Regions from separate parts of the Mus musculus genome. Here regions 2, 3, 4, 5, 6 and 7 are each linked to region 1. The links are chromatin contacts, called in public Hi-C, HiChIP or PLAC-seq, capture Hi-C and promoter capture Hi-C maps. All regions are on one chromosome and are shown on one strand. Each heading gives the region's core, a stretch centred on a gene start, on an enhancer-like site or on the middle of the called end of the contact. The rest is flanking DNA. Distances are from core to core; before and after follow the strand shown. Region 1 holds the start of Slc25a17 (solute carrier family 25 (mitochondrial carrier, peroxisomal membrane protein), member 17). Region 2 holds the start of Tef (thyrotroph embryonic factor). Region 3 holds the start of Adsl (adenylosuccinate lyase). Region 4 holds the start of Sgsm3 (small G protein signaling modulator 3). Region 5 overlaps Sgsm3 (small G protein signaling modulator 3). Region 6 holds the start of Rangap1 (RAN GTPase activating protein 1). Region 7 overlaps Mrtfa (myocardin related transcription factor A).

Evidence for each region. Promoter capture Hi-C pulls out the DNA fragments that hold promoters and counts their contacts. Hi-C and Micro-C count contacts between places; a contact is called where the count stands out from the background. HiChIP or PLAC-seq counts read pairs in DNA pulled down with a chosen protein or histone mark. Capture Hi-C pulls out chosen DNA fragments and counts their contacts.
Region 2: a contact with region 1 is called in a capture Hi-C map of macrophages, with 2.4 times the contacts expected there. The contact joins the promoter of Tef here to the promoter of Slc25a17 in region 1. A contact is called at or near these places in 2 of 39 promoter capture datasets (hippocampal neurons and pre-B cells), 2 of 115 datasets of contacts at active chromatin or transcription factors (astrocytes and pancreatic cancer cells) and 1 of 9 other capture datasets (macrophages).
Region 3: a promoter capture Hi-C map of pre-B cells shows a contact between it and region 1, with 4 times the contacts expected there. The contact joins the promoter of Adsl here to the promoter of Slc25a17 in region 1. A contact is called at or near these places in 10 of 39 promoter capture datasets (the 3T3-L1 cell line, 3T3-L1-derived adipocytes, the C10 cell line and 6 more), 1 of 15 datasets of contacts at CTCF or cohesin (large pre-B cells), 1 of 484 Hi-C or Micro-C datasets (embryonic stem cells), 5 of 115 datasets of contacts at active chromatin or transcription factors (effector CD8 T cells, embryonic stem cells, large pre-B cells and 2 more) and 1 of 9 other capture datasets (adipose tissue).
Region 4: a contact with region 1 is called in a promoter capture Hi-C map of 3T3-L1-derived adipocytes, with 4 times the contacts expected there. The contact joins the promoter of Sgsm3 here to the promoter of Slc25a17 in region 1. A contact is called at or near these places in 18 of 39 promoter capture datasets (the 3T3-L1 cell line, 3T3-L1-derived adipocytes, the C10 cell line and 11 more), 1 of 15 datasets of contacts at CTCF or cohesin (large pre-B cells) and 8 of 115 datasets of contacts at active chromatin or transcription factors (astrocytes, bone marrow-derived macrophages, cardiomyocytes and 5 more).
Region 5: a contact with region 1 is called in an HNF4G HiChIP or PLAC-seq map of pancreatic cancer cells. The contact joins the enhancer-like site here to the promoter of Slc25a17 in region 1. A contact is called at or near these places in 5 of 39 promoter capture datasets (the 3T3-L1 cell line, embryonic stem cells, hippocampal neurons and 2 more), 1 of 15 datasets of contacts at CTCF or cohesin (large pre-B cells), 3 of 484 Hi-C or Micro-C datasets (cortical neurons and large pre-B cells), 6 of 115 datasets of contacts at active chromatin or transcription factors (astrocytes, bone marrow-derived macrophages, epiblast stem cells and 3 more) and 2 of 9 other capture datasets (adipose tissue and pancreatic islet).
Region 6: a contact with region 1 is called in a promoter capture Hi-C map of second pharyngeal arch cranial neural crest. The contact joins the promoter of Rangap1 here to the promoter of Slc25a17 in region 1. A contact is called at or near these places in 15 of 39 promoter capture datasets (the 3T3-L1 cell line, the C10 cell line, the HPC-7 cell line and 10 more), 11 of 115 datasets of contacts at active chromatin or transcription factors (astrocytes, bone marrow-derived macrophages, craniofacial prominence and 6 more) and 3 of 9 other capture datasets (embryonic stem cells, liver and macrophages).
Region 7: a contact with region 1 is called in a Hi-C map of cerebral cortex, with 2.1 times the contacts expected there. The contact joins the enhancer-like site here to the promoter of Slc25a17 in region 1. A contact is called at or near these places in 14 of 39 promoter capture datasets (the 3T3-L1 cell line, 3T3-L1-derived adipocytes, the C10 cell line and 9 more), 2 of 15 datasets of contacts at CTCF or cohesin (the NIH/3T3 cell line and large pre-B cells), 9 of 484 Hi-C or Micro-C datasets (B cells, the C2C12 cell line, Th1 cells and 5 more), 5 of 115 datasets of contacts at active chromatin or transcription factors (epiblast stem cells, fibro-adipogenic progenitors, large pre-B cells and 2 more) and 3 of 9 other capture datasets (adipose tissue, liver and pancreatic islet).

The regions. Positions count from the first base shown.
Region 1 is chr15:81,358,943-81,362,330 of GRCm38.p6, forward strand. Slc25a17 (solute carrier family 25 (mitochondrial carrier, peroxisomal membrane protein), member 17) reads right to left here and starts at 1,823. Exons shown (of 9, transcript NM_011399.3): 1 at 1,735-1,823. The coding sequence starts at 1,788.
Region 2 is chr15:81,809,891-81,813,278 of GRCm38.p6, forward strand. Tef (thyrotroph embryonic factor) reads left to right here and starts at 1,524. Exons shown (of 4, transcript NM_017376.3): 1 at 1,524-1,830. The coding sequence starts at 1,680.
Region 3 is chr15:80,946,701-80,950,088 of GRCm38.p6, forward strand. Adsl (adenylosuccinate lyase) reads left to right here and starts at 1,790. Exons shown (of 13, transcript NM_009634.6): 1 at 1,790-2,000. The coding sequence starts at 1,848.
Region 4 is chr15:80,976,143-80,979,530 of GRCm38.p6, forward strand. Sgsm3 (small G protein signaling modulator 3) reads left to right here and starts at 1,623. Exons shown (of 22, transcript NM_134091.2): 1 at 1,623-1,723.
Region 5 is chr15:80,998,927-81,002,314 of GRCm38.p6, forward strand. All of the region lies in intron 1 of Sgsm3 (small G protein signaling modulator 3), which reads left to right. Among named protein-coding and RNA genes, the nearest start is that of Sgsm3, 23 kb to the left of the region's middle. Within about 2 kb of position 1,780, at least 57 of the 459 cell types and tissues checked have an H3K27ac peak or open chromatin away from gene starts, as enhancers often do. A contact at or near this core is called in bone marrow-derived macrophages, epiblast stem cells, hippocampal neurons and 2 more, where this site is marked.
Region 6 is chr15:81,728,128-81,731,515 of GRCm38.p6, forward strand. Rangap1 (RAN GTPase activating protein 1) reads right to left here and starts at 1,792. Exons shown (of 16, transcript NM_001146174.1): 1 at 1,585-1,792.
Region 7 is chr15:81,019,787-81,023,174 of GRCm38.p6, forward strand. It overlaps Mrtfa (myocardin related transcription factor A), which reads right to left. Exons shown (of 14, transcript NM_001082536.2): 6 at 2,611-2,772; 7 at 967-1,142; 8 at 379-528. Among named protein-coding and RNA genes, the nearest start is that of Sgsm3, 44 kb to the left of the region's middle. Within about 2 kb of position 1,870, at least 92 of the 459 cell types and tissues checked have an H3K27ac peak or open chromatin away from gene starts, as enhancers often do. A contact at or near this core is called in B cells, the HPC-7 cell line, adipose tissue and 1 more, where this site is marked.

The DNA of each region.
Region 1 (3,388 bases), core at 573-3,072:
CTAACCACTGGGCTTATCATTTTGACAAACCCAATCAATGACTGGTTCTCGGTCCTCACCTTCCTTGACCTCCTGGAAGTAGATGACACACTTGGACGACACCTTCTCCCTGAAATACTTCCTTTGAGCAGTTGGCAGAACACTTTTCAGTTTCCTTCCACCCCACACTGGTTACCAAGCCTTCTCTGTAACACAAGCTCCCTTCCCCCACCTTTTAAGGTCAGCCAGCTTTTCCACTGGGTCACTGTTATTTTCTTAGTCCCCTGTTCACTTCCTTGGCGAGTTAATCATTTAATGTCATGCTATTCTCAGGGACTTCAACCTTAACTACTTCAAAACTATAACCAAGTTTAACTTTTCCCCCAAACTTGAGTCTTCACAACCACTGTCAGTTCACTTGGGAGGAAGACCATTCATGTTCCTTGAGTCAAAAATTTGTCAGACACAAGCAACCCTAAGCTACACCCAAGCTATCATTAAATCCTGGTGGTTCTTATAAATCCATTCCAGGCAAATGCTCTCTTACCCCTTCCACCAATAGGTCACAGCCATCTCTTGCCTGAGAGAGATGTGCCTTCCGTATTCTACTCTCCACAGGGCAGCAGAGAGGATCGGGTTTGAAATGTCAATCAGTAAGTGCAACCACTGACCCTTTCCTACACAAAGTCATGAATCATTTGGCCCCCCATTTGCATTTCCACTTCAGTCAAACAGGTCCCTATGACCAACTGAAAACATGTCACAACAAACTTCCACCCCAGTTCTTTCATAACGAGCAAAAGGCACTTCTGGTTGATTTAAAGGAACGCGACTCTTTTGAATAAGACACCATGTAATATTCCCTCACCTACTTCTCAAGGTCTAGAAGAAAAGTGTAATATTTTCTTCCCTCTTCATAGATTACAAACGTGAGATTTGAGATTACCTGGTAAACATATGATAGAATTGGAATTAAAAAACTCAGATTACTCTTCACCGGAACATAAGCTGTCTGAATGGATAGGAATGGTCCACGGTGACTCTACATGGCTAAAGGTACATGCTGGGAGTTAGGGAAGAACATGGGAAACAGTCTGAGGAAAAGAACCAGAGGAGGAATGTTACCTGTGCCAAGAATGTGAAGTTTCAGGGAAAAGGGAAGTGTCAAATGGAAGGAACTTAGATACCTCTAAATCGAAGAACAAAGCACTTAACTCACAGTAACTATACAGGTAGTACATAACACCACCGATCTTGACTTAAAAAATAAACAAACAAACACCCTATCTTTTCCTGGCAATAAGGCTGACTAGGAATGTTCCATTAGCTATTGCCACTTGCCTGGGATAAGGTGTGACACCAGGCTGGCAGTAGACTTACAGCAAGCACCCCATCTTCACACTTAGTTTTTCCGCAGGACCAATTTGGACGAAGTTTGTGTGCAGTGAGAGTTGGGTAAGGGAAGGGTTGGCCTTAAACTTTTAAACTTCAGAAGGCAAAGAAAATAGCAATTATCTTCTTCCCTATTCCCTCTGGACCTTTGTGACTGATAGTCCAGACAGTCTCTGGGAAAGTCCAGAGGGGACTGCGGCAGAGGGTGGCTCCTGGCCTCGCCCTCCCTCTTGTAGCAGCAACTTTCCATTTATGCCCGTCCTTTTCGTTCCAGTTGTGACAGATTCGGTCCCCACATCTCCCCCGTGCCCTTCTCCCCGACCCATCCCGAGATTTACTTCGAAGCCCCAAACCCCTCCTCACCACGGCTCCGGCCACGGCGTGTACCAGACTTTCGTAGGACAGCACAGAGGCCATGGTGCCACACTTTTCACTCAGGCGCCTCAGAGTGTGCGGGTTCGTGAAAGGACCGTCTCAAGCCCCACCTCTCAGAAGTCTCCCCCGCCTCCACCAGAACGACTGCTTCCGGGTCACAGACTGCCCTGGTTCGCTGGGGAGAACAGCCGGGGAGGCGAGTGTGAAATGCCCAGGAACGCCCCTGAACATCGATTGGTCCGGATCGGTCAAGGGGCGGAGCAATGCTCAGTGGCTATGGAAGGATCTGTGTTCTGAGCACCCCCTGCAAAGGTTCCTAGCCCCTCAGTCTGTCAGTGTGCTTGCACACTAAATTGGTTAGTCAAGCCCATAAAACGGGAGGACATAAAAGTCCTTAATGACTCCTGCACCCCAGTTCCTTGCAAAATATATGTTGGCAGGCTCAGTTGTTAGTGCTTGCTTAGCATGACTACCAGCAAACCATAAACACCAGTAAACACAGTACTCAGGAAGTGGAAAGAGGATCTGGGGACTGAAGAGTTGGCTCAGTTAAGAACAAGTACTGCTTTTGCAGAGGATCCTCGTTTAGGTCCCAGTATCCCAAGCAAGTATAGTTCCAGGGGGTCTGACCTTCTCGGGTTTCCGCGCACACTAAGACATACACACACACACACACACACACACACACGACTAAATAATTTTGTTAAAAGAATTTAGTACAGAGTCACCCTCAGCTACAGAGAGAATTTGAGATTAACCTGGGCTGAGACTCGTCTCAAAACAAAAGCCAAAACAGACCTAAACCCTAAAACGTAGCCTGTAATCCCAGTACCATGGATGCTGAGAAGTGGAGTTGGCTAGCCAGAACTATAGAAACAGCGTCAAAACAAAAGCAACCCTCCAGGATAAGCTGATAGCCATAGATAAGGGGGTGGGTCAATATCTCCAACCTTCGTTTCTCCATTCAGCCATCCCAACACCCGCTGCGAGATATAGAATCAAGGCTCTGAGGCCCGGTAGTTAAACCTCTAGCATAGTTTGTTTAAACTGACAATTTGGGGCTGTATAGATATAGCTCAGCAGCTAAGAACGCTTGCTCTTCAGTTGCTATCACACAACCCTCTATGTCCCTCGGGACAGACGCCACAGCTTTCTGTCCTCTGAAAGAATCCAGGACTGCTTACATAAATGCACTCATGCACATAAAGGTAAATCTAAAAGCAAAGTCAGTATTTTACCCTTCCACTGTGATAGTCTTAAGGTTTCTATTCCTGCACAAAACATCATGACCAAGAAGCAAGTTGGGGAGAAAAGGGTTTTATTCAGTTTACATTTCCACATTGCTGTTCACCACCAAAGGAAGTCAGGACTGGAACTCAAGCAGGTCAGGAAGCAGGAGCTGATGCAGAGGTCATGGAGGGATGTTTCTTACTGGCTTGCTCAGCTTGCTTTCTTATAGAACCCAGGACTACCAGCCCAGAGATGGCACCACCCACAAGGGGCCCTCCCACCCTTGATCACTAATTGAGAAAATGCCTTACAGCTGGACCTCATGGGGGCATTTCCTCAAGGGAGGCTCCTTTCTCTGTGATAACTCCAGCTGTGTCAAGTTGAACACAAAACCAGTCAGTACACACGTTTC
Region 2 (3,388 bases), core at 274-2,773, 450 kb after region 1:
CTGGGTTTCCTGTGCAGTTTCCTTTCTCCACACTGGATTTATATCCATCAATTTTGATTAAATTAGGAAAGATATTTGCATGGGAACACCGTAGGCTACATCCTGCTTTCTCCCCATTTGACAAAAAGGAGAACAGACTGGAGAAATGGAACAATGGGCTAGAGGATTCAGGTTCAGAAAACGATCAACATCACAAAATCTTGTATTTTAGATTCACAGTCCATCACTCTATTCCTAAGGCTACCCAACGTCCTTTAGCCGCTTCCTTTGGGCTTACTCAGCTAAATTTCTTTTTCCTCAGGTCCTAACACAATCCATGCGCTTCTAGCTGTCTATTGTGGTGTTCTGTAACTACCGCATGAACCACAGGCTGCCTTTCCGCCAGACTCAGCTCCTCCTTCCGAGGCAGGGAGCCATGGGAGGGACGGAGGGACAGAGTATAAACAAGCCAAGTCCCTGCCCCTCTGGGAGCTTAATCCCTGAGCGTCTAGTATTGTCTGGGCTTGAAGCCGAGTATGACTTGTACTGCAAAGAGGTACAAAGTTCTGCGAGCCATCTTGAAGGTTTGCACACCCCTTCACGGCTCACAGGTTTCCTAAGGAACCCAGAAACTATGTTTTGTTTTGCTTTTGACTCTAGTTCAATGTTGAATTTTTAAGACTGAGGAAATGGGCTCCCGTGGAGCAACTGGATAATTCCCAAGGTCACAAGCGAGCAGCTAGTAGTACGGAAGTCTGTCCGGACCCTGGTTCGTGGATAGGTTTCAAGAATGCGCTCTCCGTACTAGTGTTTATTCTGCAACCACGCCCGCTCCCAATCCCTAAATCAGTGGGCAACCTGACACCCGCTGAAGCAGCGGAGCTTGGGACCCGCCTGCCCTCCGCTAACCTCGCGCGGAGCGTGGGAGGAGCGCTGGCTGGCTACCCACGTCCCAGTCCCCTTACCCCCGGGCAGAGTCCGCCAAACAACACAACAGGCCAGTCCTGGCTAGGCCTAGGCCAGAGCCAGCCCCGCCCCTCTCCGCCCCTCTCCGCCCCTCCGCGCCGCAGCCGCACGTGCAGAGCCTCGTGCAATCGCGCCGGCCCCGCCCTCTTGCCCCATTGGCTGCCGCGAGCCTTTCCCTCACTGCCCCGCCCCGCGAGGCTCCGCATCTGCTGCCGCTCCACGTGACCCTCGGGGCTGGGCCGTCGCGCCCCGCTCCGCCTTCCTCTGAGGTGGCTTCTCCGAGGGAAGGAGAAAAAGGAGGCTGCGATGAGGTGGGAGGAAACCTGTAGTCACGAAAGTGGTGGCGAAAGGGACGCGACTGACCAAAAAAGAACAGGGGGGCTCCGCAGAAGGGCCCGACGCTCCCGGGCAGGCGGAGCGATACTCCTCACCTGGCCCAGCACGTGTCTACATCGTTTGGTTCTCACAGCCAATCCTAGCCTGAAGAGCTGTGCCCGCCCTTACGCAGCGCGCACCAATCGGAAGCCACGCTATGGGACCGCTGGCCTGGCCTTATGAATAATGAATGAGACGGAACCAGTCCGCGGGAGGGGTGCGGATGGAGAGAGGTGGGGGTGCAGTAGCGCGTCTGCGCAGTGCTGCCCGTGTCAGCAGCTGCGGCGGGTCGAGCCGCTCCGGCCCGTCTCGGGGTGCGGGCGGGGGAGGCGAGGCGCACGAGTGGGGCGCAGGGCACGATGTCCGACGCGGGCGGCGGGAAGAAGCCGCCTGTGGAGCCTCAGGCGGGGCCGGGCCCGGGGCGTGCAGCTGGAGAACGGGGCCTGTCGGGCTCCTTCCCTCTGGTCCTGAAGAAGCTGATGGAGAACCCCCCGCGCGAGACGCGCCTCGGTGAGGGGGGGGGGCTCGCGCGTGTCTGGGGGCGGGGTTTCTGTAAAGGCGGGGCCTTGTGGGGGCGGGCCGGCCCGGGCCGGGTCAGAGGTCAGGGTGAAGCGGTCCAGTGGTGTGGTGTTTATGCGGGCCCGGGCATGACTAGGGGCCTGCTGGACTAGGCCTCTAGCCCAGAGAGAAAGTCAGGGGGTGATCTGGAAAGGACAAGTCAACAGAACTTTGCAAGGAAGCCGCCACTTAGAGGGGGCTCCAGTGGGGCCGCCTGCATCCAAATCCTGAGGATACTGCTTGCCTTCAAATGCGGGTTCCTGGACCTCACCTAGTCTGCGGATCTTGAGACAGAGCGTGTATTTTAAGAAACACTCCACTGCACCCTCGTGGGTGCAGAGTTCACCACCAAAGTTTGAGAGGCCCTGATCAGTATAGCAGATGGCCTTTGTATGTCTTTGGTCCGTCCTGGAGGAAGACGATTCCTCCTCTCTACGAGTGGACAGTGAGCAGGTCCACGGTGGTGCTTTACTGGAAATGCATCCCTGGGAGGTGTGGATGGAGGAGGCAATTTGAGATGAGGGTCGGTAGTGTCTCCCAGTTGTTTTTAAATCAAAGCCTGGTTTAAAAAAAAATTAAGGGAATGAAGGCTGGGCAAAGTAGGGCTGTGATGAGGGTTAGAATGTGGCCACTCAGGTCCTTCTCCTGGTTGATTGTTGGGAATCACAATAGCAGGACCGGGCTTCATCGAATTGCCCAGGCCACAAGAGTCCCTGGGGCCTGGTGTGGAAAGCAGACTTGGCCTGGGTATTTGGCCTGGAAGAGCAGCAGGACTGCCACCTATTGTGGGGTTTTAGGTCCATTGATGTGTGCTTTCAGTCTGAGATCTTCAGATTTCCAAGAGCTCAGCTTAATTAGGGTATCTGGGAAGGACTTGGCTGTTTGTGGATTGCTTGTATCAGGGATCTCATTTCCCTTTCTAAAATGCTGTTGTTTCTTTCCTTGGGTGTGTTCTGGGGCTGCTGTGCTTATGGTTGTCCCTGTTACGTTATAAATAGCTTCTGCTCATCAGGTGAGGCTAGATTCTCTCCTCCTGCCTCAGGACCTCATGTGCACAAACGCTTTTGTTTGTATGAAGGTGATGACTCCATCCAGATCTGAGTGTAAGACAAACTGCAAGGGCTGGTGCTCACATCTGGCAGCTCTTGCCTAAGCTCACCAGAGAGGACCAGGCCATACTGGGGTTTTGCTTTGCATTTGCCCACACTCACAAAGCATTTTGACATAGTCTTATCTTGTTTGGGTTACTACCTCTCCACTTCTAGGTGAGGAAAGTTGAGACTCCTGAGAGGCATAGATGGTTTCTCAAGGTCACATGGGTGGGCCTTCTGGCTCTTGGTTTGGTGTTCTTTCTGTTGTATGAAACTGACAAACCACTGGTGTCAGTCCCTGTGATTTAAGTCCTGGACACGTCGGTCATTTACCTTTTGAAATTAATTTAAAACTTGACCTTACAAACACTGGATTGTGATAGCCTGACTGATTGTAGTGGTGCTTGTTTGCAATCTCA
Region 3 (3,388 bases), core at 540-3,039, 410 kb before region 1:
TTTTCTTCTCAAGACAGGGTTTCTCTGTGTAGCTTTGGCTGCCTGGAACTCGCTCTGTAGACCAGGCTGGCCTCGAACTCACAGAGATCAGATGACTGCCTTTGCTACCCGATTGCTGGGACTAAAGGCACGTGCTGCCACTACTTGGCTTTGCTTGTCTTCTTACCTCACTGTGCCCCTGGGGGCATCAGCCATAGTTTTCAGGCAAGAATTCTAACTGCCAAGAGATTAAATAACTTGCCAAAGGGACTGGACCGACATCCATGGAGTTGCTGGGAGTGGTTAGTGAGGAGACAAGCCAAAAAGCAGGGGCCTCCACAGTAACCAGAACTAAGGTAGCTGATGATATTTAGCAGAAGTCCATGCATTAAAAAACAAAAACCAAACAACAACCACCACAAAACCACCTGGGCTGGTGACCCATGCCTTTAATCTGAGCACTCAGGAGTCAAAGACAGACAGATCTCTACATAGTGAGTCCCAGGCCAGTTAAGGCTACAGTGTATCACTCTGTCTCGCAAAAATAAAGTCAGAAAAGGAAACAGGACCAAGTAGAAAGCTAACAGCTGAAGCTACGGTTTAATGAGGAAAAGTAACCAGAGGCCAAGTGAAGCAGAGTCGGGAGAGAGCACTACGGAGCCTGGAGCCTGGAGCCTGGAGCCTGGAGCCTGGAGCCTGGAGCCTGGAGCCTGGAGCCTGGAGCCTGGAGCCTGGAGCCTGGAGCCTGGAGCCTGGAGCCTGGGAAGGATTGGCTCTGCAAGGATCTCTGTGGAAGAGAACAGTGAGCTGCTACAGCATATCCAAGCAACTATACCCCCGAATCAGTCCAGAGTACAAAGTTCCAGGAACACGTTCTTTTCAGCATACATCGGCCCACAGCCTCCAATCCAATCGAGGACCTTGGGCGCAGGTGTCTGGTAGGTTTATCTGATGTACAAACTATTCTGGCAACAGCTAAGTCTTAAGCTCAGGAAGAGGAGACACTAAGGAGCGGTTGTGTGGGGAAGAGGGAGCAGTGTTCAGATCTAATGTACCATGCCTCGTGTGGGTCTCTTTATGTTGCTGGACGAGGCTTTTTGTTTTCTGTTTTGTGTTTGTTTGTTTGTTTGTTTGTTTGTAGACAGGTTTTCTCTGGCTGTTCTGGAACTCGCTCTGGAGACCTGGCTGACCTCAAATTATTATTATTATTTATTTTTTTATTTTTGTTTTTTTTGAGACAGGGTTTCTCTGTATAGCCCTGGCTGTCCTGGAACTCACTTTGTAGACCAGGCTGGCCTCGAACTCAGAAATCTGCCTGCCTCTGCCTCCCGAGTGCTGGGATTAAAGGCGTGCGCCACCACGCCCGGCTATTTTTTTTTAATGTATGCTATTTTCAGCTTTATTCTGATACAAAAACTTTGAATTTTTTGTTCTCGAGCCACCACGCGTGGAATAATTCTGACAGGCTGCTTTCCGGAGATCGGAACCAGCACCGCGGTTTAAGAGTTTCGGTCTCCAGCTGAGCCTGTCTCCAGCGGGACTGCAGTACTCCAAGTGTCCACTAGGGCGCCTTCCTGGCGTCCCTCCGAATGCCTCTGCAACTTTCCTTTCTGGGTTAAACGCGGGTCTTAATGTGCCTTCCTCAGATGGAAAAACTGAGGAGGCACAGCGTGGGGCAGAGATTCGTAGAAACCAAGAGAAAAGCGTTGACCCTCAGGGGCGACGAGCCAAACTTGAACCATCTTCGCCTTCCAGGCCGGCGTTACACACGGGGCGGGGCCTTGGGAGGAAGTCCCGCCCCACGCACGCCACCCTTCCGCTTTTGGCCCTGCTGCTGGTGTCCGCCGCGTCCTGGTCGCGTGTTGAAAATGGCTGCATCCGGCGACCCTGGCAGTGCTGAAAGTTACCGTTCTCCGCTGGCGGCCCGCTACGCCAGCCGCGAGATGTGTTTCTTGTTCAGCGACAGGTACAAGTTCCAGACGTGGCGGCAGCTGTGGCTGTGGCTGGCGGAGGCCGAACAGGTAACTGGCCGGGCCTCTTGTCCCGAGGGAGGTCACGGCCCGAGCACCTGTTGCCTCGGCAACAGTCCCAGAGCCCTGCACATCCTTTGGAGGACTTCGGTTTGGGCAAGGCTATGTGTGTTTGCGTCCTCCCACAGCGCATTTCAAGTGGAATGCTACTTATACCTTTGCAGGCTCAGGGGGAAAGGCGCTTCCCGCCAAGCTATCCGACATGAGTTTGAGCCGGGTTCAGCATGGTGAGAAAGGCGAAACCTGACTTCTATTAGTTGTCCTTCGACTTCTGTGCGCTCACACATGCACACACACACACACACACACACAGAAAACAAGTAGATTATTCTTTTAAAAAGTACGTTGCAAACTTGATGGTCATTTTTCGCATGAGCACGAGGAGGGCATAACCACCACGAAATGCACCCTTAGGATTGTTATGCCGGGCTGGTTGTTGTAGTTCATGGGCATCACAGCTAGGTCGGCCTGTTGGTTGCTTTCTGCCTTTGGGAAAGCTTATTTGGTGCCTTCAAAATTGTTTCTTGTGTTCTTGCCTTCTTGTCCTCTCGTCCCTCCTCCCTCCCTCCCTTCCTCCTCCCTCCTCCTTCTTTTTCTTCCTCCTCCTCCTCTTCTTCTTCCTCTCTCTCTCTCTCTCTCTCTCTCTCTCTCTGCCTTTCTCTGTCTCTACTACCGTTGCCAGTGTCTCCTTAGCTTGTAAGTGCCCTCAAGCTGAAACTGAAGTGTAAGGTTTATCTGGTCTACAAATTGCTTGACGCATACACAGCTGTGAATATGGATCATCTGTTAGAGCACCAACTTAGTAGCGAGAGGCAGATGTGATACTTAGCATGAAAGGATTATTTTTCTGTGTAGTTCTGTGGCTGCATGTGGATATGGGCTTGTGTGAGTGCAGGCGCCACTGGAGGTCAGATGATGCTGTGGAACTGGGGTTACAGGTGCTTTTGAGCAGCCACGTGAGTGCTGGGAACCAGAGTCAGGTCTCTGCAGGAGCAATGAGGACTCTTATTTGCTGAACCATCTCCCCAGCACATGTGTTAACACCCCCACCCCACCCCCAGCATTTGGGAAGCAGGGGCAGGTGAGTTTCTGTGAGTTTGAGGCCTACCTCCTACCTCATCTATATAGCGTGTTCCAGGCCAGCCAGAACAGCACACTGAGACCTTGGCTCAAACACACACACACACACACACATACACACACACACACACACACAAACCCCACGCATGACTGGTGAAGTTGGGGAAGTGATGAGGAGCTGAAGAGACACTTCAGTGGGTCAGAGCATTGGCTGCTCTTCCAGAGACCTCTTCCTTTCCCAGCAGCCATGGGGCCGCCGCACACAGCCATCTGCAACTTCAGTTCCAGGGGATCTGATG
Region 4 (3,388 bases), core at 373-2,872, 380 kb before region 1:
ACAACAACAAAAACAAACAAAAATCAAAAAAACAAAAACCACACGCAAAAACTGAGGGGCTAGAGTTGGCTCAGTGATTTAGTGATTAAGAGCACTTGTTGCTTTAACAGAGGACCTGAGTTCAATCCCAGCTTCCACGTGGTGACTCAGGACCATCTGTAACTCCAGTTCTAGCCTCCTCAAGCGCCAGGCACCATGGTACATGTATACTCATGTGGGCAAAGCACTAATACACATACAATAAAACACATGCATCTTTCAATTTTTAATGTGTGTGCTGGGGATGAGTCACACAAATTAAAAGGGTGCTGTGACTGAAAAGACAAACAGACTACTTAGGTAATCAACACAGATTCCATGTTACCACTTCCTAGCTCCTGTTATTTCCATCCGGGTCCTTCTCTAAACACTTCCGTCAGAAAGTCAGCCGTGCCTGTTTGCTAGCAGTCACCACCGTGGGGCTTTTTTGACTGTTGGCGTTCCCTCATAGAAGGAGGGACTGAAGAGGGCAACTGTCTGCCCCTTCCCACCCCAGACTTGAGATTACAGCTGCTCCTCACAGCCATTGGAGGCAGTTCTACCCTAATTGCACATGACCTCAAAAATCTCTGGATGCGCCGGGTCATATATGCTTCAGGGGCTCCATGTCCTCCTGAGCTGTGGGGAAGCCATATTCCATTTCGGGTGAAGACGGCAGTATGGCTGCATGTTACCCATGCTCCTGTATGCAATCTATCATCTATGCTCTGTAAGTAAGCCTAACAGATTCATTGGCTCTCCAGGTTGAACTTTGCTGAGATCGTACTTCGATTCGTCATTGGCACCTTATAAGGATCTGGTAAATATTTAAGTCTCTCAGGGAAGGAATTTTTGAAACAAATGAGAATAACATTCATTCTGCATTCAGCCCATTCCTGTGCTTGGGTGATGTGAAAAACCTGCTAATGTGCTTTGTAAGCTGTTTATTGTACGGCCAGGTCATGACTGAGTCCACCTTGCGGTTTGTAGAGTTTGCTTCATTGACCTGGGCACAAGTACGAACCAACACTTCAAACCGGTGTTGGTCGCAGTCAGTGTCTTTTCAGATTTGGCTGAGATGTCCCTTTAATGCTGTTGATAGCCTTTCTGAAATGAGGGAGGGGGGGGGGGCGGGTTCAGATTAGATTCCTTGCCAGCAGTGACAGTGTCAGCTGCCATCTTTCTGGATTGTTCTTTGGTGCTGTGTTTAAACGTTTTCCATACACATTGAGTTCTCACGGAAACCGTAAGTTCCGGGTTTTTATGGATGCGCAAAATGTTACGAGTGACTCAAAAGCAGGTGCTCAGGTTCCACACACCGCTTCCTTCTTAGTCATGACCTCAATCAATTACTGCTTTCCCCAGGGCCTGTGACTGATGGAAAACTAGATTAATCTGGTCTAGAAGCCAGCTCTGTGAGCCTGAAAGAGAAGACCAGTTTCTGGACTTGTGCACTGACTCCATCCTGACTGCTCCCAAACAACCACGAGTTGCTTGCATCACAGACCGGGTGCCTGGGGTACCTACCTCTAAAGGACGCCTGGAACCTGGGATGGGCCAGTCTTCCCGCGAAACTACAGCCCCCAGCATGCCCCACGGCCACCGGCTCTGCGGCCCGCGCGTGCGCAGAAGGGCAGCAGTGCGCGCCGACTAGGAGGCAGCTGCTAGCCTGACCTGCCGAGGTGCTGAGGTGGCCGCGAGACAGGTGAGCGGTGCGCGAGTCTCCGAGTCTCCGGGCCGGCGAGGGGGACGCTCACCTGCCTCTTGAGTGGAGGCCGCGGGGTACGGGCTGAGGGGAAGGCGGCGGGGAAGGCGCCGCCTCAGGCGGGGGCGGCGAGCCGCCGCGGCGTGGCTGCTCCCACGGCGACCCGGGACGCGCGTGACAGTGACAGACCCACCCCCTCCGGCGGCTCCCGGCGACCCGGAGGAACTGCGCCTGACGCAGCGGCGGGCGTCTCGGCAGGTGGCAACTCTCCCTCAGAGCCGACTTAGCTGTTCCCCTGGAAGACTCGGGTTCAGTGCCTAGGCCGAGTGTTAGCAGCGGGGAAACTGAGGCGGACGTGTAGGCAGGGGTCGCCTCGTGTGCTTCCGGTTAGAGGTCCTGAAATTACCCTGAGATTTAGGTGTGGGTCCCGACTGCTTTCATAGGGCAGTAATAGGAAATACAGATGCTTTAAAGTTTCCTTGTCAGTGACAGATTGTGCCGTGTCTTCCCGTCTCATGATGCATAGGAAATTTATGATGGGCTATGGTGGGTTTGTTTTTGTTTTTGTTTAGGTTTTTGTTGGTGTTGGTGGTGAGTTTTTAGAGATGACAGGGGAGTGGGTATTATCTGTCTGTCTGTCTGTCTGTCTGTCTATCCGGTTCCTTAAAAGAAATCTTTCTAGGTAAATTCATGTTTGTAGCCCAGGCTGGCCTCAGACTCCGAGCTCTGCCTGCTTCTGCTTTCCAAGTGCCGAACTGAAGGTGTGCGCTCTCAAGCCTCCAAATTCACATCTTCAACCGGACTACTTTTCAGTTTCATCTTTTTTTCTTTGTAGCTTTTCTGACTGTGCTGGTGACTGAGTTTTCAGGCACGCACAGTTCCTGGTTCTTTTCCCCCTTAAGCCCTCTGTTAGCCTCCAGCTTTCTTCTGACTCCAAGCATTAATGATCAGTTTCCCATACTCTGTTCCCCGTGACCTATGTGTGTGCTGCTGCTGCTGCTACTGTTGTTGTTGATTATTCCATATGGAACCCAGGGCCTCCCTCCACTACTGAGCTGTCCCCAAATCCTTAATGTAGCTTCTTCATCATTATCTCATCTTGGTTTTTTGGTTGATTGGTTGATTGGTTTTAAACTTTTAAAATTTAATTTTTTTAAATGTGTGTGTGTTCATGAGTGCATGACCTGCAAAGGTCAGAAGATGGCTTTAGATCCCCAGGAGTTAGAACAGCGGTGAGATTGTTATGGGTTCTGAGAACCAAATTTGACTTCTCTGCTAGAGCAGTATTCATTCTTAACCGTAGAGCTATGGCTCCACCCCTGATTGTTGCTGGTGTTGTTTGTCCCTGGCTAGCCCGAAGCTTTCTGTGTAGACTAGGCTGGTCTTCAGTGATCTTTCTGTTTCTCTGACTCGTAGATGTTGGGATTAAAGCATGTGTCAACACATCCAACTCCCTGTCCTTTTTAACCACAGATATGTGTGGTCTATGGTAGAGGGGAGGTGTTTTGGCTGGTGTATATGACCCCTGGATCAACATTAATTTAATAAGACTGTGGGGAGTCCTGGATGTGGCTTGGGTACAGTGCTGGTTGACAAAAGTAAACCTTTTGTTTAGTTCCTAGCAAGAAGAAGGTTGTGAGCAAGTAGTTGCCACCACATAAAAAT
Region 5 (3,388 bases), core at 530-3,029, 360 kb before region 1:
TCTGCTTCCTGAGCGCTGGGATTAAAGATGTACTCCACCATGCCTGTCCCTAAAATTTTTGTTATTTGTTTGTTTTTGAGACAGGGTTTCTCTGTGTAGCCCTGGCTGTCCTGGAACTCACTCTGGATGGCCTCGAACTCAGAAATTCGCCTGCCTCTGCCTCCAAAGTGCTGGGATTAAAGGCGTGTGCCACCATACCTGGCAAAACTTTTTTTTTTTTTAATAAAAATAAACTGTAATGAAAGGTTTTGTAAAGTAAAAAAATAAAAGCTTGGTGTTGCCAGTATGATGTATAATGGATTTAACCTTTCAGAGATGATTAGGTGTGCATGCCTTTAATTCCAGAACTTGGGAGGCAGAGGCAGGAGGATTTCTGTAAGTTCAAGGCTAGCCTGGTCTACAAAGTGAATTCCAGGACATAATATACAGAGAAACCCTGTCTCAAAGCAAAACTTTTGTGTATGAGTGTTTTTGCATGCGTGTATGTATGCCTGGTGCCCGAGGAGGTCAGCTGAAGACATTGGATCTCCTGGAACTGCAGTTGCAGATGGCTGTGAGCCACCATGTAGGTTTTAGAAGCATCTCTAGTGTCTATACTAGTTTCCTCCTTCCTTTTAGCCTTTCTCAGACTTTCCCAGCCCTGAGCCACTCTCACCAGTTTATCTGTTATCTGTAGCTTTCAGAGTCACCTCATCTCTTTACAGAAAAAAAAAGTGGTCTTTAGGCTCTTAGGTGCCACCAAAAATCAATGTTTTTGCCTATATTGGTTCAGCCTTTATGCTTCCTGGAAGATGTCTGGAGAAAGCCACTTGTGTGGCAGTAACTCTGCTGCCTTGTCAGGGATATATGTCCCTTCAGTCCATGTCAGGAGACCACAGGAAGTGAACGGTACCTCTGCACCTGCATACAGTGGCAACATTTGTGGGAAAATGTGGGATTGGTAAACTAGGAAGGGACACACAGCATCAGAACTGGCTCTCTTAAGCTTGTACATTTAATTGTTACAATTTCTTCTGAGCAACTCAGAAGTGGCTGCATCAATTAAGGTTTTCTAAGGTTTCTTTTAAAAAGACTACAAGAGGGCAGCCATAGACCAGGTATTTGTGGAGACTAACTGTTTAGGCTAGGTCTGTCAGTTCTGGGTGCTTTCAGGGAAATTTCCATAGCAACCAGAAGCTGAAAAACCTGCCTGCCCAGCTCAGCAGTGTCACATCTGGGAGACTTAAGGTCAACCCTAAGTATATGTGTCCTTAAGTGCAACATGAATGAAATAGCAATCGAGGCTCTCAGCCTGTAAAAATGTGTACACCATCTGATCGATTCTCAGTGCTTGCACCCACAACATCTCCTACCCTGGGCATGGCCTTTCAGTCTCCATTGATTTCTGGGCACCTGGAGATATTGTTCAGTCCTACCAGATTTTGCTTGATGGCTGTTCAGAATCTGTGGATTTCTTTGCTGTCTGAGAACAGAGGTCAAAAGCCTGTCTTCAGGGTGAGCAGGGTGAGGTGCCCTTGGCATCTGCTGTTGCTTCCTCCCACTCTTCCCCCCACTGCATCCTAGGCTCTGAGCTCACTGGCCCCTCCCTGCATCTGGATCCTCCCTCAGTGAAGTCAGGCCTTGATCTCTAGCCTGGCTTTGGCCCTTGCTCAGACCTCAGCTCTCAAAGGCTCTTTTGATACAGAATTAGTCCCATCTTACTTTGTCTCTTATCTAATTTTCTACTACACTGCAACAGCCTGACCTTATCCACGGTTGTGCTGCCTGGCTCTGTGCTCAGTCATTGTTTGCTGAGTGACAGTGAGTAGGAGGCTGGTGAGAGGGGAACTGCTGTTGAGAACTCTCTTCCAGCCCCTTCTGCCCTCCAGCAGATGTCGGTTCCTCCTCTTTAAACAACCTCTTTTCCTCCATGTTTTTGCTCCATATTTTATCTCCTCCTTTCCCTCTTCCTTTTTCTTTTTCTGACAGGGTCTTATTATGTAGCCATGGCTGGCCTGGAACTCATAAAGATCCACCTGCCTCTGTTGGGATTAAAGGCATGTACTACCCTGCCTAGTTGATTTCTCCTTTTTTTTTTTTGTTTTGTTTTTTTTTTTTTTTTTTTTTTTTTTTTTTTTATTTATTTATTATATGTAAGTACACTGTAGCTGTCTTCAGACGCACCAGAAGAGGGCATCAGATCTCATTACGGGTGGTTGTGAGCCACCATGTGGTTGCTGGGATTTGAACTTCGGACCTTCGGAAGAGCAGTCGGGTGCTCTTACCTACTGAGCCATCTCACCAGCCCCTTTTTGTTTTTTTTTGTTTTTTTTTGAGACAGGATTTCTCTGTGTAGCCCTGGCTGGAACTCACTCTGTAGACCAGGCTGGCCTCAAACTCAGAAATCCACCTGCCCCTGCCTTCTGAGTGCTGGGATTAAAGGCATGTGCCACCACTCCCAGCTGATTTCTCCATATTCTTGCTAACATTTTTTTAAAGAAAAAAATCAAAATTATGTATATGTGTCTTTGTATGTCTGTGTACATGTAAATGCCTTTGGGTCCAGAAGAAGTGATTGGATCGCCTGGAGCTGCAGTTACTGGCAGTTGTGAACTGCCTGATAGGAGTGCATTTAATTCAGGTCCTCTGAAAGAGGCTCGTAGCTGCTGAGCCATCGCTCCAGCCCCTCCTTTTTAAAAAATGTTTTCTGAGACAAGGTCTCATGTGGCCTAGGATTTGTCTTCATCCTCGTGCTGGGATTACAGGTGTACACTGCCACATTTAGTCACATGCAGTGTTGGGGACGCAGACTGAAGAGTTTGATGTGTGCGAGCGAGGAGAGCACTCTGGTGTTTGTTTGTGTGAGCCCTCATGGCTGTGGAGTAGCATGCCTTCACAGTTTAGATCTCCTTTGTGGTTGATGATAACCCAGTCACTTTCACCCGCTATTGGCCATTTCCCTCTCTTATTTGAGAAATGTATGTTCAAACATCTTTTAAATTTATTTTGTGTGTATGTCTGTCTCTGCATCACATATGTGCAGTGCCCTCAGAGGCTGGAAGAGGGCATTAGCTCCAGAGCTAGAGGTACAACCTGCCGAGAGCTGCGGGGTTGGTGCTGGAAACTGAACCCAAGCTCTGGAAGAACAGCCAGTTCTCTTAACCACTGAGCCATCTCTCTAGCCCTGCTTAACTATTTTTAAATTGGGCTTTTTGTGTCTTTACTGTTCAGTCTTTTTACTGTTGAGTCTTTAAAAACAAACAAACAGGACAGAAAAGAAGTGACAAGACACTGACAATGATGAGAGAAATTTGTATTTGTTTGTAGAATGGGAATATGGTATATAAAGGCTGTTCAGCCAGCACCACCACTACCATACCACCAACAATACAAAACAGAACAATGAAAA
Region 6 (3,388 bases), core at 542-3,041, 370 kb after region 1:
GGATCAGGAGTTCAAGGCCATTCTCAACTACTAGAGGAGCTAAGGTCAGCCTAGACCACAGGAGACCCTGTCTGAAAAAAACAAAAAAAAAAACAACAACAAAAAAACCAACCAACCAACCAAACAAACAAACAAAAAAACCCACACAAACCACCAGGAAAGGGGCAAAGAAGAAGGTGGTTTTTGCCAGTTTTCTTTTGGGGGCAGAGGGTAGGGTTTACAATAGAATGACTAAAGGTGGTGTATGTAAAGAAACTAAAGATATCACTGACTGAGCCAAGCAAAAATCAAGGGAAGAGCATTCCTACAAAGGGAGCAGAATATGCAAAGGCTCATGGGCGACAGGAGGGGCCATGGTCAGAGCAGAGGAGAAAAGATAACAAAGGACATTCTAATTACTGTATCAGTATGAGTGACCAGGAGGGTCCCTGGAAGGTTTCAAGCAACTAAGCGTACACCAAGCTGTTTTTGACAGGAACAGGGTCCCAGTATAAGGCCTGATATTCGAGGGCTCAAAGAATGACAACACTGAGAGGTAGTCTCCTCAGACCAAATAAGCTAGTTCAAACCAAATTAAAGTATAAAGGCAGGTTTATTGGGGACAGCGCTCTAGTGGGTTCACTGGTCCCAAAGAAGGAAAGTCGCCTTGCAAACAGGGAGACAGAGGGGTGGGGGAGAGAAGGAAAAACGAGCTCACATATGCAGAAAGTGAGAGAAATGCAGACAGAGGAATGGAAGGGTAAGTGAGAAGACCAAAATGTCAGGATTATATAGTGAAGAGCTTCAGGGGAGAGAAGCAAGCCCAGCCCCGGGACTGGAAACTTCAAGTAGGGACTGAGGGATTCTGGGAGAACCTGGAGGCCATGTCCGCTTTGGTAGGTTAAATAGGCACCTTAGCCAGCTGTCACGGGCCAGAAACCCAACAAACACGAAGATGAGTAAAAATCTATCTGGAATTCAGCCACCTCTTACAGTTCCACGATGGGACAATGAGATTAAAAACTGGTGGTGGTAGGTAGGGCTCCAGGTGGAAGGGACACACAGACACACACACAAGCCCTCCCCAATTCACTTTAAAGAATGACTAACCAAAGCAAAACAGGGATGGTATTGAGCTATCCAAGGTCAGCAGACGGCCTGGGAGAGAGCAGGCACAAACGGTCAATACACAAACGCCCTCTCCTCCTGGGCGGCCGCGTGGGGGACGTCCTCAGGTGCACGGCCATCCATCGACCCAGCCAAGCGTCAGCAGTGACTCATGCCAGGCTTCCCGCGCGGACGTGGGCCGACTGGGTAGGCAACGATGGACTGCGTAGCCCCACCCGGCACGCCAGCCGGCTTCCTACCGCCTCCAGGTGAGATGGATGGCAACGGGAGGCGCCACCGCCGAGAGGAAGCTGTGGCTAGTGGCCACTCTAGGCCTCAGTTTCCCCAAACGTACAAGGGGCAGCGGCGCCCAGCGTCCCATCCCCCAAAGCCGGGCGCAGCGTGATCAAAAGGGTAGAAGCAAGGCGATCGCTTCGCCCCACCCAGACCCTGGTGGCCCAGGCAAGTGACAGGAAGAGCGTGAGGGCCCCGACTCACCACAAATTAGCGGCACCGCGGCGTGGGGGGACGGAACGCGCGCGTCGGTCACTGCTTGAGAGTCCGCGTGGGGGCCAGGCCCAGTGACCAGTCTGCTTGCCTCTCCTTGCTGCCGCGGCTCCTCGTTTAGCTCGTGCACACCACCTGCTCCACGATCCCCAGCGATTATGGCGGCGGAGGAGGATTTTTGAAAGCCGGCAGTTTCTTTCCTTCGATTTGATTTGTTCAAGCCGGAGCGGGGTTTTGCCGGGCCGGCTTGCGGGGCCTACTGGGAAAGGAAGTCCTGTCCTCCGGCGCTGGCATGGCGGGACGCGCGCGATGAACTACAATTCCCATGATGCAGAGCGCTCGGACTTCGCAACCCTCCTCTCCGCCCTCTCGGCTTCTGGCTCTTTCTCTACAGTACTCTGTGGGATGGTATTTGACGGAAGCGCCCGCAGACTACAAATCCCGACAGACCATGCCGCGAAGTAGCCGCACCCTTCCGTAGAGGTTAGCGCTCATTCATGCAACTTTATTGACAAAGGCGAAACAGTGAATCACTGGATCACTTCAGCATTGATAGGGATCTACTTGCTAAAAGAAATGACTTTAAAAACAAATTCTAATTCCCCTGAAATTGAAAGGAAACTCCAAAGATAATTTTTAAAAATGGAGAAAGTCATTTTGTAATAGAGACAAACTCCAGGCATCGCCTTAACCAACTGGTTCATATTAACATCAATATGAACACAGCATGGCGCACTGATGACACAGCATGGCTGTCCATTCTTCAAATGGATAAAATTAATCAAATCAGAGAGAAAGAGACGGAGAAACAGAGAGCCGGGGAGGGTGGGGAGAAAGAGAGAAAGAGAGAGAGAAAGGAGAGAAACAAAAGCCAAAACCATCTTCCAGAATAACTGGTCTGTATTGTTCCAAATTCTCCTGTGCCATTCAATTTGAAGAATGTTACTCCTTAAAGCCTATGGAAGCCGGGCAGTGGTGGCCCACGCCTTTAATCCCAGCACTCGGGAGGCAGAGGCAGGTGGATTTCTGAGTTTGAGGCCAACCTGGTCTACAAAGTGAGTTCCAGGACAGCCAGGGCTATACAGAGAAACCCTGTCTCGAAAAAAACAAACAAACAAAAAAGACTATGGAAAACGGTTGCTCTGGGGCATAGCTCAATGATAAGTGTATGCATTGAGTTTGAGTTCATCCCCAGCCCTAAAAATTAAACAAATAAATATGAAACAGACATGTTTAATAAGTGAAATACCCGGGCCTGGGTTTCATCTTTCACGGGGCAACAGAGATTTGCTATAAAGGACAATACTAAAATAATTAGCAAAATGTGTCTGTATAGTAAGTGTTACTATCAATATAAGGTGGGTTTTTTTTTGTTTTTGTTTTTTGCTTTTTGTACTGTGGAGTATGTGTGATAGTGTGAAATAAAGTAAGAGAAGTCTTTTTACTCTTCCTGGCATGTACTTCTAATGTCCTTGGCAGACACCCAACCATTGTATGCTGCAAAAATCAGTGAATGCTGGGTGTGTGGGAAAATACTCTATATGGAATCCTTGTCTGTCTGATTGTTGAATGAGAGATTGGGGTGACATGTATTTTCTTCTATATTTTCTTTCTTCTTGGAGAAAACTGCTGAAATGATTAGAGATAAAGAGACATGATGTTTAAAACTTATCCTCAAAGAGTATTATTATTATTTTTTTTTAAATGTGTGGAGTAGGGCTGGAGTGTTGACTCGGCAGGTAAGTCACACATCCAGAAGACGCAGGTTCAAGTCCCAGCACCCACAGGGCAGTTC
Region 7 (3,388 bases), core at 620-3,119, 340 kb before region 1:
TTGTGTGTGTATGTGTGTGAATGTTACAGTGTGCATGTGGAGGTAGGAAGACAATTTGTGGGAACCTGTAAGTACAGACATCTGGAGGACCAAACTCAGGTTGTCAGGCTTAGTGGCAAATGCCTTATCCAGGTGAGCCATTTCCCTGACCCAAGCCTTTTTCTTTAATCTCTGTCCAGGCTGTGGTAGCGTGTTCCTAACAACAAAAACAGGCCAAGACAGTGTTCAGTGTCCCACGGGCAGTGCAGAGATGAGAAATACCCAGGTCACCTTGGGTCAGGTTCTTGACCGCTAGAGGATGTACCGACCCACCCCTTGCAGTCGTTCCCACAGCTAGGATGACTTCTAGCTGGGAGGACAGTGGCTGGCAGAAAATACCTTGATGAGTGTGGGAGCAGGCTTGGCAGTGGGGACGATGCTTCCATTGGCTAGGCTTGGGGGCAGCAGAGGTGCGGGAGGCAGAGGAGGCTGCTCTGCCAGAAAAAGCGTCTCTCCAGGATCCGGAGCCATTGGGAGTTGAGAAAGAACCTGGGAGGGAGGGAGGGAGGGACGAAGTAAGCACCCCCAAGTAGACTTTATCTATCCTGCCCTGCCATCCTCATGGTCAGAGGGCAAAGTGGGGTGATAGCACGTTACAAAGCCAGGCTGGCTGGGAGAGAACCAGACAGGCCAGGCAGGTGGTGGCCACATCTCTGACTGAGTGCTCTTGGATAAGCAGCCCTAGGAGAGCCAATGAGAGTGGGTGGCCAGGGCTGCAGGACCCCAACCCAGCCTCTCCTTATGCTCAGCTTGCTAGAATTGGGTCCATTGTTGGCATCTGAAATGACGGCCACACATACACATCTATCCCTCATGCATACAGTAGGACCTGCTCATACTGCCCAGGACAGAGGCCTGACTCTGGGCGGCCTTGGCAGGTAGAATTCTAGATTCTATGAGAAAGAATCTAGAAGGAGGTAATCTCACCTGAGTGGGTGATATGGAGGTGGCACTGGGCAGTGGATCACTGACTCGGGACTCCAAGGGTGATGGCACTGAACCCTGGGACTCATGGCTGGCAGGCTGCTCAGGAGACAGGGCATCGCTGCTGTCCTCGTCGAAGGAGGAACTGTCTGCTACCTTTGGGTAATTTACCTGGCCCACTGAAATGCAAAGCCAGTGTAAGACTCCTGCAGCCAGCACACAGGAAAGTAGGCAGGAAGGGCTGGCAGGACCCAGCCCTGCATCTAAGAGGTGCACAGTATAGAGAACCTAGCGAGCGCCTTGCCTTAGTGCAGAGCTCAGAGGCACAGTCAGCCTCTGGAACAGGCTTGCCAGGAGCTGTGGTTGGGCCTTCATACAAACTCCCGGTTTTGTTTTCCTACTGCTTACACTCACACAGTGAAGGCCATGAACCTGCTGCTGATAGACCACGGTGACAGCAAGTGAGCACAGCTCCTCCTTAGGGCTCAGTCCCCAAAGGCCACAACAGCCTAAGGCTCTGAGGCTATGGGGGGAGGGTCCCCACCTCACAGGTACCTGGGCTCAGTGAAAGTATGCCCTCCTTCAAAGGTCCATGAAGCCAAGACCTAGCGCCTGGGCAGCAAATATGCCAGGACAGTCCACTGCCTTGAGCGCCTAGACTGGCCCAGAACCATGTTCTGACAGCTGACAGAGTTGGCTGAAAGGGGGCAGAGGCAGGGACAGGGGCCCCAGCTGGGACTCGCAGTGGCAGTAGAGGAAAGACGGAAACCCCGGCCAGGAGGATATGTCAAGAGGCATGTCACAACCAGTGTCCACAGCTGGGGGAAGAGGTTGGGGAGAGGGGAGGACCCCAGATAAAAAGAGGAACAAGCCCACAGCCTCTTCCTCTCTAGCTGTGACCTGAGACTTTCTACAGCCCTGGGACCGAGGAGGAACATCTAAGCTTCTCTCACTGGCAGACTGCAGCCGGATGGGCTAGGACTGTGAGGGTGGGGCTTGCTTGGCCTTCTGTTCCCTCACCTGTGGCTAGACTTCACACCAATCCTACAAACAGATTTTTCTTCCTCCCAGCATGAGGACCTATTCAGAGACAGCAGCAGGGTGGGGCCAAGCACACTGAAGGGTGATCTAGCCCAGATAAGTCATAGTTCACACTGAGCTGGGCCCATCATGGAGGAAGCCACTGGCCACACTGACAGGATGGAGACCATGTGCAGGATAGCCCCACAAGTACTATTTATCCCGCTCCTGCACCCAGCCATGTCCTGGAAGCAGGGCTGGGTGGGCACCGCCCTGTGGGAGGTGATGGTCGATAGACCTTGGAGCAGGACAGATGGGCACGCTAAAGAGACAACTCAGATCTGAGGGAGGGAATGACATGGGACTTGTGCTGTGTGTCTGAAGAGACGGTGGACACCTGTGTGCGTAGATGGACATGAGTGTAGATGGATGTGGGTGGGGCCCTCAGCAGCCCACGACTCCTAAGATGAACATGGGCCTGGGTTCCACTTCCTCCCGAAAGCCTCCCCTGAACGCTTCCTCACATTTCCTCCCGGTGAATCCCTATGTCTAAACTGAAGTTCCCCCTGAACTCAGCCTCTCTTCTACACTCAGGCTACGGTCCATACAGAGTGGGAGCCTCCTCACCAATGATAGCCTCCTTCAGGCTGGACTCCACAGGCAGGATATTCTTCTCCACCAGCTCCATGGGGCCAGGCCTCTGTGCAATCTTTTCATTGAGGTCATCAGCCAGCCTGGCTCTCTTCAGCTTCAGCTGCTTGGCCTGGAGCGAAGGCTCAGCCGAGGTCTCTACATGGAAAAGAAGGGGGTTCAGAGAGATGGGAGGAAAGGTCCCAGATTCCTGGCCTAGGGCCCTTAGAGCCACAGGAGCTGACAGGAGCAGAGTGGGAACCACGCCCAGGCAGGAGTGTAGCCTGGCTTCCAGGGTCGCTGGGCAATTCTAGCCGGGCTTGACCTGAACAGCTTCTGAGGCGGGGCTGCACAGCCACAACACCAGAGCAAGAACTGCTCTGCTCCACTCAGACCTGGGCCACCAAGGCAAACTGTTCTTTGTCCTGGCTCTCGGTGGCTTCAGTGGCAAAATGTGGGGTTCTGACTTGAGAAGGTCTCCTTGAGGCTCCCAATGACCCCCAAACTAAGCAAACTAAAATAGGCACATACGTGGTACTCTCTGGAGCCCAACTTCTCCTTTCAAACACTATAGAAAATGAATCCTATAGCTAACCACAGGAACGAAAAGTATAGCTGGGTGAGTATGGCTGCCATCATAGGTGCTTAGGTAATACCAGTGGGGGAGTGAGTGAGCAAGTGAAACCCAAACAAACTGCAGTGTTTGGGAGAGAAAGGGGCTCCATCCCAGCAGATAGAGACCATGACCATGCTATCCCAGTGGGTGGTGGACCCA